Regions from separate parts of the Mus musculus genome. Here region 1 is linked to region 2. Evidence: chromatin contacts called from public promoter capture Hi-C data. All regions are on one chromosome and are shown on one strand. Each heading gives the region's core, a stretch centred on a gene start, on an enhancer-like site or on the middle of the called end of the contact. The rest is flanking DNA. Distances are from core to core; before and after follow the strand shown. Region 1 holds the start of Mmrn2 (multimerin 2). Region 2 holds the start of Rbp3 (retinol binding protein 3, interstitial).

What was found. Promoter capture Hi-C pulls out the DNA fragments that hold promoters and counts their contacts.
Region 1: a promoter capture Hi-C map of embryonic stem cells shows a contact between it and region 2, with 2.2 times the contacts expected there. The contact joins the promoter of Mmrn2 here to the promoter of Rbp3 in region 2. A contact is called at or near these places in 5 of 39 promoter capture datasets (the 3T3-L1 cell line, 3T3-L1-derived adipocytes, embryonic stem cells and 2 more) and 2 of 484 Hi-C or Micro-C datasets (liver and nephron progenitors).

Annotation. Positions count from the first base shown.
Region 1 is chr14:34,373,218-34,379,025 of GRCm38.p6, forward strand. Mmrn2 (multimerin 2) reads left to right here and starts at 2,287. Exons shown (of 7, transcript NM_153127.3): 1 at 2,287-2,561. The coding sequence starts at 2,398. Sncg (synuclein, gamma) reads right to left here and starts at 1,452. Exons shown (of 5, transcript NM_011430.3): 1 at 1,243-1,452; 2 at 454-495; 3 at 39-166. The coding sequence starts at 1,363.
Region 2 is chr14:33,951,029-33,956,444 of GRCm38.p6, forward strand. It overlaps Rbp3 (retinol binding protein 3, interstitial), which reads left to right and starts at 2,975. Exons shown (of 4, transcript NM_015745.3): 1 at 2,975-5,416. The coding sequence starts at 3,069.

The DNA of each region.
Region 1 (5,808 bases), core at 1,037-3,536, 420 kb after region 2:
GCTGGGGAGCCTAGAAAAAGGACATGAACCAGGCTTACCTTGCGCACCACCCCGGTGGTGACCACGATGTTTTCAGCCTCCTCCACGGTCTTGTTGGCCACTGTGTTGACGCTGCTGACCACAGCTTCACTCACGGCATTGGCCTGCTCCTTGGTCTTCTCAGCCACTGCAGAGGATTCTGGTTGGACTCAGCCCTGGCCCCCTCCACTGCTGCCTACCCAAGCTGAGGAGAGCAACCCCTTCCCAGAGCCCAGATGCCTGATGCCTGACTTCTAGTTACTTCGATCCCTTTGTCTGACTCTAGGGCAGAACAATGTGATGGTCTATCTTCAGGGCATGTAGTGGTTTGGGTCACCAAGGGCTTAGGGCTCCAGTTGGTACAAAGAGGACTTCAGGTATGGACCCTGGATATAGGGCAGGATTTGTGGGGTCCCCAGTTCTGGGTCATCTTACCTGAGGTGACACTTTGTACCACGTTCTCCTTGGTTTTGGTGCCTATTGGAGGAAGAGGTGTACAAGCGGTCAGGGCAAACAGCTGGACACAATGTGGGGGCCAGGAGGGGATGAGGATGGCGTCTGGGGACAGTAGCCCCTTCAAAAGGCCATTTCCTGCTGTGTCTGAAGGACAGAGGACAGACGGGAAGGAGACAGGACAGGAAGAGGGGACAAAATAGACCAGGCCTGAGGTACTGTTACTGGTAGGGCTATGGCCCTTGCATGGGCGTGGCCCCGGCCTCAGAAGCAGCAGCTGAACAGGGCAGAGAAAGCTGAGTCACAGGATTAGCCACCCCTGTCCCCTCTTTAGAAAGAGCCCAGAATGCTGGGGGTGGGTTGAACACTAAATGGGACCCATTTTCACAGACTACCCTTCCCCTCTAAGCCAGGAGTGGCCTGGCTCAGATGCAGCAACTCCCATTGGAGAAAGCGGGGTCCACCTGAGCAGATCATTACCTCAGGGTCTCCAGGTTAGGAGACTCCAGGCATGTGTGTGCATGCTTTTGAGTGCCCACACGTAGGTGTGGCACTCCGGTCCTGTCCCACTCAGAGTCCCTTCCCCCAGAGTATCAAAGACAATTAGATACTACCATATTCTCCAGGGTGTGCGACCCTGCCTCAACAATCAGAATTTCATCTCAAAACGCTTTCTAGAAGCTGGGGGAATCTGCAGAGGGAGGCATCTGCCCTCCATTAGGGACCCCTCCACCCTGCCCCGCCCCGCCCCGCCCCACCTACCACACTCACCCACATACATAACCCCCTCCTTGGTCTTCTCAGCTGCCTCCGTTACTCCCTGCTTGGTCTTTTCTACAGCACCCACAACACCTTCCTTGGCAATGGAGAAGCCTTTCTTGAAGACGTCCATGGTGTTTGCAAGGATGGAACCTGGCTGCTGCAAGCTATGGACTGGAGTGCTGCCGCAGCCGCTGTCTCTGCTGCTACTGCCTCTTATTGACGCAGATGAAATATTGATGCTGTGGCTGCTGGCTGGAGCCCAGCCAGCCCGGGCCAGGGTGGGGGCAGGGAGGGCGGGCCAGAGAGAAGGCATGCCTCACGGGGATACCAGCGAGCAGGGCCCGGGCCCCTACTGGCTCTATTCTGCCCTGCTGACTCTTGTTGGCCCTGGGGGAGGGAGAGCGTGTTGGAGGCTGGACATATCCTAATCTATCATTACACCTCATTCATCCTTGGAAAGCCCTGGTGGTCTCGTGCCCTGGCTCTTATATGCAGAAGAAAAGTGCCTTGACTGATGATGCCTCAGTGTCCCAGGCTGGGCCGGGGTCAGGGCCAATCCAATGAATGGCCAACCTGCAGGCTGCCCTGTTATCCAGTTCCCCACTGTATCCTGGATGCTCTTGAGCCTGGAGCTCTAGCCAAACCTGTTGGAAGGCTGAGGCCAGAAACACCCAAAGCTGCTCCCCATGCCCTAGACTGGGCTGCCCGCTGTGTGATTCTAGCATAGTCCCTTTCCTTCTCTGAGTTCCCACCCACCTGCTAGTTCCCATAGCCCAAGGTGCCGAGCAGGTGTGATGTGCCCGTTCCCCACTTCCTGGCCAACAGTATGGGTGGCACCAGATCTCCTCCAGGCCCACGACAGAGTCCTGGAGAAATAAGTTTAATGGGGCCACCTTTATGTGTCTACCAAATCCCGTGTCCCTGATTCAAGTGCCCTCAGGACACAGGAATTGACCTGAGTGGTTGGAGGCCTCCAAGGGGGCCAGGCTGGAAGGGGCGGGGGCGGGGGCGGATGAGACTTGCCGGGTGGGCCGGACCAGGCCACTTCCTCCCTTTGTTGTCCTCGTGTTTTCTTTTCTTTCTGACATTTCGCTTGAAGACCACATCACCAGCAAATTTGAGAGTCACTTGTAAGGCTGAGCATCAGCACAGGAGCCCCTCACCATGATCCCGACACTGCTGCTGGGCTTTGGGGTGTACCTGAGCTGGGGACTGCTAGGGTCCTGGGCACAGGACCCCGGTACCAAGTTCTCCCATCTCAATAGGCCCGGCATGCCTGAAGGCTGGAGACTAGGGGCTGAGGATACCAGCAGAGACCCCATCAGACGGTAAGGAAATCCTGCCCTTGTCGGAGATCGGGAGATGATGTCTGAGCCCCAGATACACATCTGAGGAATGGGCTGATGTGTGGCTATCTCTATAGCTAAGGGATGCTAGTTTCCTGGATCTGGTACTCCAGGCCCCAGGCTGGGGATGGCAGGGTGATTCCTGCTTGACCTATAGCAGGGGCTTTGGGTGGGGCTGCAACAGGTAACACAGCTCCCACTAGTGGCATGGGACTCAGAGGGTTGGGTGTTCTAGATGATTCCAGGTGATGGGGCTATCGCTCCTGCTCTTCAAAGGAGCTCAGCTCTGAAACCTGAGCCTCTGTAAGGCTGGCCCAGCCTAAGCCCTAGGGGACAGCAGCTCACAGGGAAGGCATTTGGATCTAAGTGCCCAGAGTACCAGGCCAGGATTACTAAACAGAGCAAGGGTTCCTCAGTCCCCAGAGCTCATGGAGGCAGGGAATCCTAGAGCAATTTCACGAAGCCTCCTGCACGGACAGGGTGCAGTGAGACCCCAGGCAAGGTTTTCCGACATCGCCTTTATGCTTAGAGGTGCCAGGACTCTAGGTCTGTCCCTCAGGGTTTGGAGTCTCATGTCTCGACATGTTCAAGGTGGCACGCAGATGCCACTTCCTGGGATAGCCTCTGGGGCTCCACTTTTCAGGTATTCTCCCCATTCCTCTCCCCTAGCAGCCTGATTCACAGTGGCGGGGCCTGAGGCTCACAGTGCTTGAGTCATCTACCCTGGGTCACAGGCACAGAGAGCTGGACCCTTGCTTTCATACCTAACTCTCAGAGTGGAAACTGTCGGATCTGTAGGGTAAACGGCCAACATCCCCCTCCTACCCCTACCACCCCCCCGCCCCAGCCTCCCCACTACATAGAAAAGGGACTGTAACAGAATTCCCAGACAAATCCCCTGGACCAGGTTTCTGTCTGCTTCTGACTCTTTTAGGGGAATAGCTGTTGGGAGCTTTCTGGAAAGCAGGCCTGGCCATGGAGAGGCTGCCTCGTGAGAGGACATATGTGCTGTTTCGTGAAGAAGGGGTGGGTCTGGTGGTGTAGGGAGAAAGGGGTGTCCTGTTCATCCCTAGTTTTACCACAGGCTCACAAACACAAGGCGACTGTTCACGGAGGCAGTCAGTCCTACCATCTACCTCTGACTTCAGGACCAGGGACCAACCCTCTCTCTTCCCTAGAGCCACCAGGAGCAGGTCCCAGTCTCCAAAGGAAAGATGGAGGAGCTTGAGGGGCCAGAAGGGAGGAGTCCTGGTCCTTGTTCTTCATTCCCCCTGGGTGTGGAGAAGGTCTGTTTGTTCCCTTAGCCCCTGGGATTAGAGGACCCTCCATCTTTCCCTAGGTGGAGTTGTGCCAGACTCTAGGGACTAGAGGGGTTTGTGCATAGTGAGCTGGGCTCAGGAATACCCAGGTCACCCAAGCTAGGGCTCCTGCCTTCCGGGGTTTCCTTTTCATATCCCAAGAAGCTTGGACCCCACCATCCAAGTTATTGAAGTATCTAGAGAGCCTGGTGGGAAAGGAAGGAAACACAGCAGCTTCCTGGGCTGACTGCTTCCCAAGTTCCTGTGACAGGAGGCGGAAGTGCTGCTCAGGTCCTTGGGCAGAAGGGGAAGGGGGTTGTGGGGGGATCCAGGCGCTGTGTTCCACTACTCCATCAACAGAGTGGGGGGCAGGGTTGGGGGAATGCAGCATCGGCATCAATCATTAAAGTCTCTGCTGTTAGAGCCAGGCCTCCTGCTTTCTATTTGGGCCCCCCAATTCCATAGGTCAGGGGCCAGGCAGGCTCTGGACTCACAGGGATAAGAGCTTTTGGAAGAACGGTAAAACAAAACAACTTGGTGCCTCCACACCCTGCGTGCCCAGGCTGCCAGGTCCCAGGGCAGAAGAGGGACCTGGTTAGCTGTTTCCCAAGCCCCTGGAGATCCTGCAGAGGCAGGGCCAGCAAACTAGCAAGGAGTACCTTGGTTCTTCCCAGCTCCTTTTTGTTTTTCAAGACAGGGTTTCTCTGTGTAGCCCTGGCTGTCCTGGAACTCACTCTGTAGACCAGGCTGGCCTCGAACTCAGAAATCCACCTGCTTCTGCCTCCCGAGTGCTGGGATTAAAGGCATGCGCCACCACCACCCGGCTCTTCCCAGCTCCTTGGTGGGGTTGTGTATAGAGAATATGGACTCTCCAGACCCAAGTCAGCTGCTCCAGAGAGGCTGGGTCTGTGGTAGAGGCCATGCTGAACCTGAAGAGATGGGCTGTCTTCTACTTTGATTCCATTCAGAGCCTCAGATCTCATAGTTGGAGCCTGGTGTTCTCTGTCCTGACCCACCCCCATGTAGAGTGTGATTTTATAACGTTACTCCCAGTAGCAGGCTCCACCTAATGGAAGGAACACTAGGGACTATCGTAGCTGCTAGCTCAAGGCCCAGAGCTGTTCAGCACATAGCTAGAGGACACACAGCAGCAGAGTGGAGCCAACACATATACTCTTGTGCCTGTTCTCGCTCTTGAGCACAGGGTTCTGGGTATAGGCAGAACCCCACAGACCAGTGCTGAGCCCTCTAGGCTCACGGTCAGGGAGTCCCAAACCCAAGCTGCCTGTTAGATGGGCTTTGGGCTTCCTGCGGAGACACAACACCACTCCACTACTCCTGGTTCAAGGAGGAGTACTTCCTTGGGCTGTCACATTAACAGCTAGATGCAGGCCTCAGAAAACATGGCTGCCAGACGGGGCAGCCTCCAGCTGAAAGGAACCTGAAGAGATGGGCTCTTTGGCCAGCAAAGACGCTCTTACAAAGGCAGCTTCACAGCCCAAGCACATCCATTATGTAGAAAGCACCAGCCCCTCCCTGCAACAGGCCCTGTCAGCCTCCCCACAACCCCCTTCTGTGTCTCCAGGGATTCGGCCTCTGCACATTTCCAGGAGTGGGAGGAGGGCCTGACTCAAGGTCACCAGAGTCCAGGAAGGAAAGGGGAGGAGAGTTTCAGGTTTCCCAGCTCCGGCTCAGGCTCAGCATCCCCTCCTGTGTGTGCCACACAGGGTTGGGGACAGACCCTACCTCACTTTTGACTGGCACCTTATCCTCTGCACAGCTTGCAGGTCTCCTCATGGGAGGTGCAGAAGAAGGAGCAGGCCTGAGGCAGGGCAGTGAGAACAATGGGGCACTTGAGCATGTCTAGCCCGAGGCACATGCCGAGGGCCCACCAGGAGCTGCCAAGAGCTGGAGGAAACCAAAGCAAAGGT
Region 2 (5,416 bases), core at 1,725-4,224:
TTATACTTCCAAGTGACTCTTCATCTTCAAAGGAAGGGTTTGGAGAGTGACTTTGAAAAGTGAGTTCTCTCTCCCTCTCCCTCTCCCTCTCCCTCTCCCTCTCCCTCTCCCTCTCCCTCTCCCTCTCCCTCTCCCTCTCCCTCTCCCTCTCCCTCTCCCTCTCCCTCTCCCTCTCCCTCTCCCTCTCCCTCTCCCTCTCCCTCTCCCTCTCCCTCTCCCTCTCCCTCTCCCTCTCCCTCTCCCTCCCCTCCTCCTCCCCCTCCCCCTCCTTCCCCCTCCCCTTCCCCCTCCCCCTCTCCTCCCCTCCGCCCTCCTTCCCCTCCCCCTTCCCCTCTCCTTCCCCTCCCCCTCCCCCTCTCCCTCTCCCTCTCTCATCCTGCTCCCTCTCTCTCTGCCCCTCCCCTCCCTCACACCACTATGGGACAAGCAGCTTTGCTCTAGCACATTCTAGCCCAGGCCTAAGAGCAATGGAGCCGGCTGGATGCTCTGAAGCTGTGAACTAGTACAAGACTTTCCTCCTTTAACTTGTCTGACAGGCACTATGACACGGTCACACAGTGTGGAGAGCCGCAATAACATTTACCATCTTAAGATGGCGCTGGCTCCGCAGTGCCTTATGCCACCTAAACAAAGAACAAGCTATATGCGCATGTGCTAAAAGCAAAAACCCGCCAAAAGTCACCAGCCCATTTCCGGGGCACTGGTCCATCTCCCAGGGCACTAGCCCAACCCCTGGGGGCTTTAGCCTATCCCCAGGGGGCATGAGTATCGTGGGTGTAGCTACCAGTCCTAGTTTAGACATGTCACGCCTTAAGGGTATTTAAGCCACACACTTTCTGAGCCTTCTTTGTCTACCTCACTATGTTATTGAAGTAAAGTTAACCACGGAAGAACCTGGCGTGTCCTGTGTTTATTTCCTGCGGGACAAGGATAAGCTCGGGATAACACAGAACTGACACAACATCAAAGTACGGACAGGTGGGATGGCAGGCATACAGACAAGTGTATTAACACATGTACCTCTGTCTATAACATAATCCAGATCACATGTCACCTAGTCAAGGCATCTTGTTCCCTAGGCAGTGGTAAGGGTTGTAGGTAGTTTTGCAGCCCACACTGGACAGCTCTATGCATTTGTATACATGAGAACCTTTTATCTCATATTCTTGGAGGGTACCTTTGTGGCACGTGTTGCCAAAAAAAAAAAAAAAAAAAAAAAAAAAAAAAAAAACAGGCAAAATAAAAACAAATACAAAACCAGCATTTTTCCTGGTAGTCTTCACCCTCTCCCTGTCCAGAGCTTGGCCTGGCTTCAGCAGTGACAGATACGTGCTCACAGAGAAACTCTGACTGTGTGCCTGGAGTTGGATTCTTCCAGGTGGAGGTTGAAAAAGGCTCAGTCACCCCACAGAGGCCTCTGTGTGCCACCCCAGGCAGATCCTGACAGTAAGTCTGCCTCATTTCCATTGGCTGCAAACAGTGGGGTGATGAGACCATATGTCACTTGGGTATTAAACAAATCCTAATGAGCTAAAAATATGTTTGTTTTAGCTAATTGACCTCCTTGGCCTTCCTAAACCACTTGGTAAACATCGTCAGATAATGGCTTCCAGAAACTGACTTGTAGGTTTCCAGCTCACAGAGTAAGCTCTCTCATCCCCACCCGAAGACCACCTTCTCTGGCTGCCTGCTGCGTCACTGTGGGACTCTACCTGCAGTCCACCAAGCCCAGCCATCTGTTCTGGATAGAACCCAAGAAGCCAGGAAACAGGAAGTGGCCACACCAGCTGCTATTCCACGTCTATACAACGCCCCCTACAGGCTAACTAAAGAATACCTGCTAAATAAGAGAGAGGTGTCCACTAAGAGGCTCCCTGGACAAAGCAGGAGTTCTAAGTGCAGGCTCCATGGTGAGTGTTCTTTGATACCCAGAGCCAGTCAGACATGAGCAGAAGTCCACATCACGAGAAAAGGGTAGCATACAGAAAATGCTCCCTGGGACTGGCTCCCAGGTGTGACCCTGCGGGTATGAGAATGACAGGTATTCTTTGTGTGACTTAGGACCACAGAGAGCCACTCACTTCTCACGGTGAGCACTGGACTGAAGCTGAGCCCCTAACTATTGGGGGGGGTGTCTCCATTCACAAAGAGAATGAGGCTCACTAGATCACTTAACCTTATCTGGTCTGAAATTATTGATCTCATGTCCCTCTCGCTGTCACACTCTGTACTAGTGTCCGGACCTTTCATTCATCTTGAAAGTTGTGAGGTACTGACATCTATATTATACCTAGAAGCATAATAAGGGTATAGGAACAAGTTTCAATTCCTGAGGCTGACAATGGCCCTAGACTAAGCCTTCCCAGTATCTGAGATGGTGGTGGCCTATGCAGCCTTTTCTCGCTATCCGTCACCTGTCCCCATCTGAAACGGTGGGTTGAACTATCTACTAAACTCCCTGGTGATAAAATAGATATGATACTCATTATAGAGCCTTCATCAGTAACTTCCAGACACCGCAATGCTTTGTGAAAGCATTCATGTTTAATCTACCCAATAACTTAGTCTACAGAACAAGTCAGATACCTTCCCCAACCTATGAATAAACAGTAGCAGAACCAGACCTCCAACTGCGTCTGCCTAATTCCAGAGTCATGGGTGAGCCACAGTGGGAAAACGATATTTATTTGTAGATTAACGATTCTCATTTGCAAGACTTTAGTAAAAACTGTGGGTGTAGAAAGCATATCACAGGGCCTCGCATGTGTCAGGAACTCAAACTAAATGCAATTGTTTGTGTTATTCTACACAGACATGGCTCAGCAAGATGAGATGCAATGTTCCTTCCGGGTCAAACCACCCTGGCCTCTTCTTCAGAGTCCAGCTCATGTGCTTGAATTAGACAGGATTAAAGGCTTAGCAGAGCTGGAAGCCTCACATCTAACTCCCACATTGAGCCCCAGACCTTCTGTCTGCCTGCTAAGAAGGGCAAGGGAGAGAGGCAGCTGCAGGACCACAGCCTTGTACACACGGAGCTCTTATCCAGGAGCCAAGGCTCTGGGATCCCAATGATGAGAGAATGGGTCCTGGTTTTGTCCACACTGCTCTGGGTTCCGGCTGGTCCCACGCACCTCTTCCAGCCAAGCCTGGTACTGGATATGGCCAAGATCCTCCTGGATAACTACTGCTTCCCTGAGAACCTGATGGGAATGCAAGCAGCCATTGAGCAGGCGATGAAGAGTCACGAGATTCTGGGCATCTCAGACCCTCAGACGCTGGCCCAAGTGCTGACAGCTGGAGTCCAGAGTTCCTTGAGTGACCCACGACTCTTCATCTCTTACGAGCCCAGTACCCTCGAGGCTCCCCAGCAAGCACCAGTGCTCACCAACCTCACCCGAGAAGAACTGCTGGCCCAGATACAGAGGAACATCCGCCATGAGGTTCTTGAGGGCAACGTGGGCTACCTACGAGTGGACGACCTCCCTGGCCAAGAGGTACTGAGCGAGCTGGGGGAGTTCTTAGTGAGCCATGTGTGGAGGCAGCTCATGAGCACCTCCTCCTTGGTGCTAGATCTCCGGCACTGCTCTGGCGGCCACTTCTCTGGGATCCCTTATGTCATCTCTTACTTGCACCCTGGGAACACGGTCATGCACGTGGACACCGTCTACGATCGGCCCTCCAACACCACCACAGAGATCTGGACCTTGCCCGAGGTCCTCGGGGAGAGATACAGTGCTGACAAGGATGTGGTGGTCCTCACCAGCGGACACACTGGGGGAGTCGCAGAGGACATTGCCTACATCCTGAAGCAGATGCGGCGCGCCATCGTGGTGGGCGAGCGGACGGAGGGTGGGGCCCTGGACCTCCAGAAGCTGAGAATAGGCCAGTCCAACTTCTTCCTCACAGTGCCTGTGTCCAGGTCCCTGGGACCTCTAGGTGGAGGTGGCCAGACATGGGAAGGCAGTGGCGTGCTGCCTTGTGTGGGGACCCCTGCAGAGCAAGCCCTAGAAAAGGCCCTGGCCATCCTCACCCTGCGTCGTGCCCTGCCAGGGGTTGTCCTCCGACTTCAGGAAGCCCTCCAGGACTATTACACATTAGTGGACCGAGTGCCGGGCCTGCTGCACCACCTGGCCAGCATGGACTACTCAGCTGTGGTCTCTGAAGAGGACCTGGTGACAAAGCTCAATGCTGGCTTGCAGGCTGTGTCGGAGGATCCCAGGCTCCTGGTGAGGGCCACCGGACCCAGAGACTCCTCCTCAAGACCTGAGACTGGGCCTAATGAGTCCCCAGCAGCCACCCCCGAGGTGCCCACGGAAGAAGATGCCCGGAGGGCCCTGGTGGACTCTGTGTTTCAGGTGTCCGTGCTGCCGGGCAATGTGGGCTACCTGCGCTTTGATAGATTTGCAGACGCCGCTGTGCTGGAGACGCTGGGCCCTTACGTGCTGAAGCAGGTATGGGAGCCTTTGCAGGACACGGAACACCTCATCATGGACCTGCGTCATAACCCTGGGGGTCCGTCCTCGGCGATGCCTCTGGTGCTGTCCTACTTCCAGGGACCTGAGGCCGGACCTGTACGGCTCTTTACCACCTATGATCGCCGCACCAACATCACCCAGGAGCACTTCAGCCATCGGGAGTTGCTAGGCCAACGCTATGGTAACCAGCGTGGAGTGTACCTGCTTACTAGCCACAGGACTGCCACAGCTGCCGAAGAGTTTGCCTTCCTCATGCAGTCCCTGGGCTGGGCCACACTGGTCGGCGAAATCACCGCGGGTAGCCTGCTCCACACCTGCACGGTGCCACTGCTGGACTCGCCCCAGGGTGGCCTGGCGCTCACAGTACCGGTACTTACTTTTATTGACAACCACGGTGAGGCCTGGCTGGGGGGTGGGGTGGTACCTGATGCCATCGTGCTGGCTGAGGAGGCCTTAGAGAGAGCTCAGGAGGTGCTGGACTTCCATCGCAGTCTGGGCGCCTTGGTAGAGGGCACGGGTCGCCTGCTGGAGGCTCACTATGCCCGGCCAGAGATCGCACAGCGGGCCAGAGCTCTCCTGCAATCTAAGTTGGCCCAAGGAGCCTACCGCACAGCTGTGGACTTGGAGTCACTGGCCTCACAGCTCACTGCTGACCTTCAGGAGGTATCTGAGGACCACCGCCTGCTGGTATTCCATAGCCCTGGGGAGCTTGTGGCAGAGGAGGTCCCTCTACCGCCCCCTGCCGTTCCCTCCCCAGAGGAACTCTCCTATCTCATAGAGGCTCTGTTCAAAACGGATGTGCTACCCGGCCAGCTCGGCTACTTGCGTTTTGACGCCATGGCTGAGCTAGAGACAGTAAAGGCCATTGGGCCTCAGCTAGTACAGCTGGTGTGGCAGAGGCTGGTGGACACAGCTGCGCTGATTGTTGACCTGCGCTACAA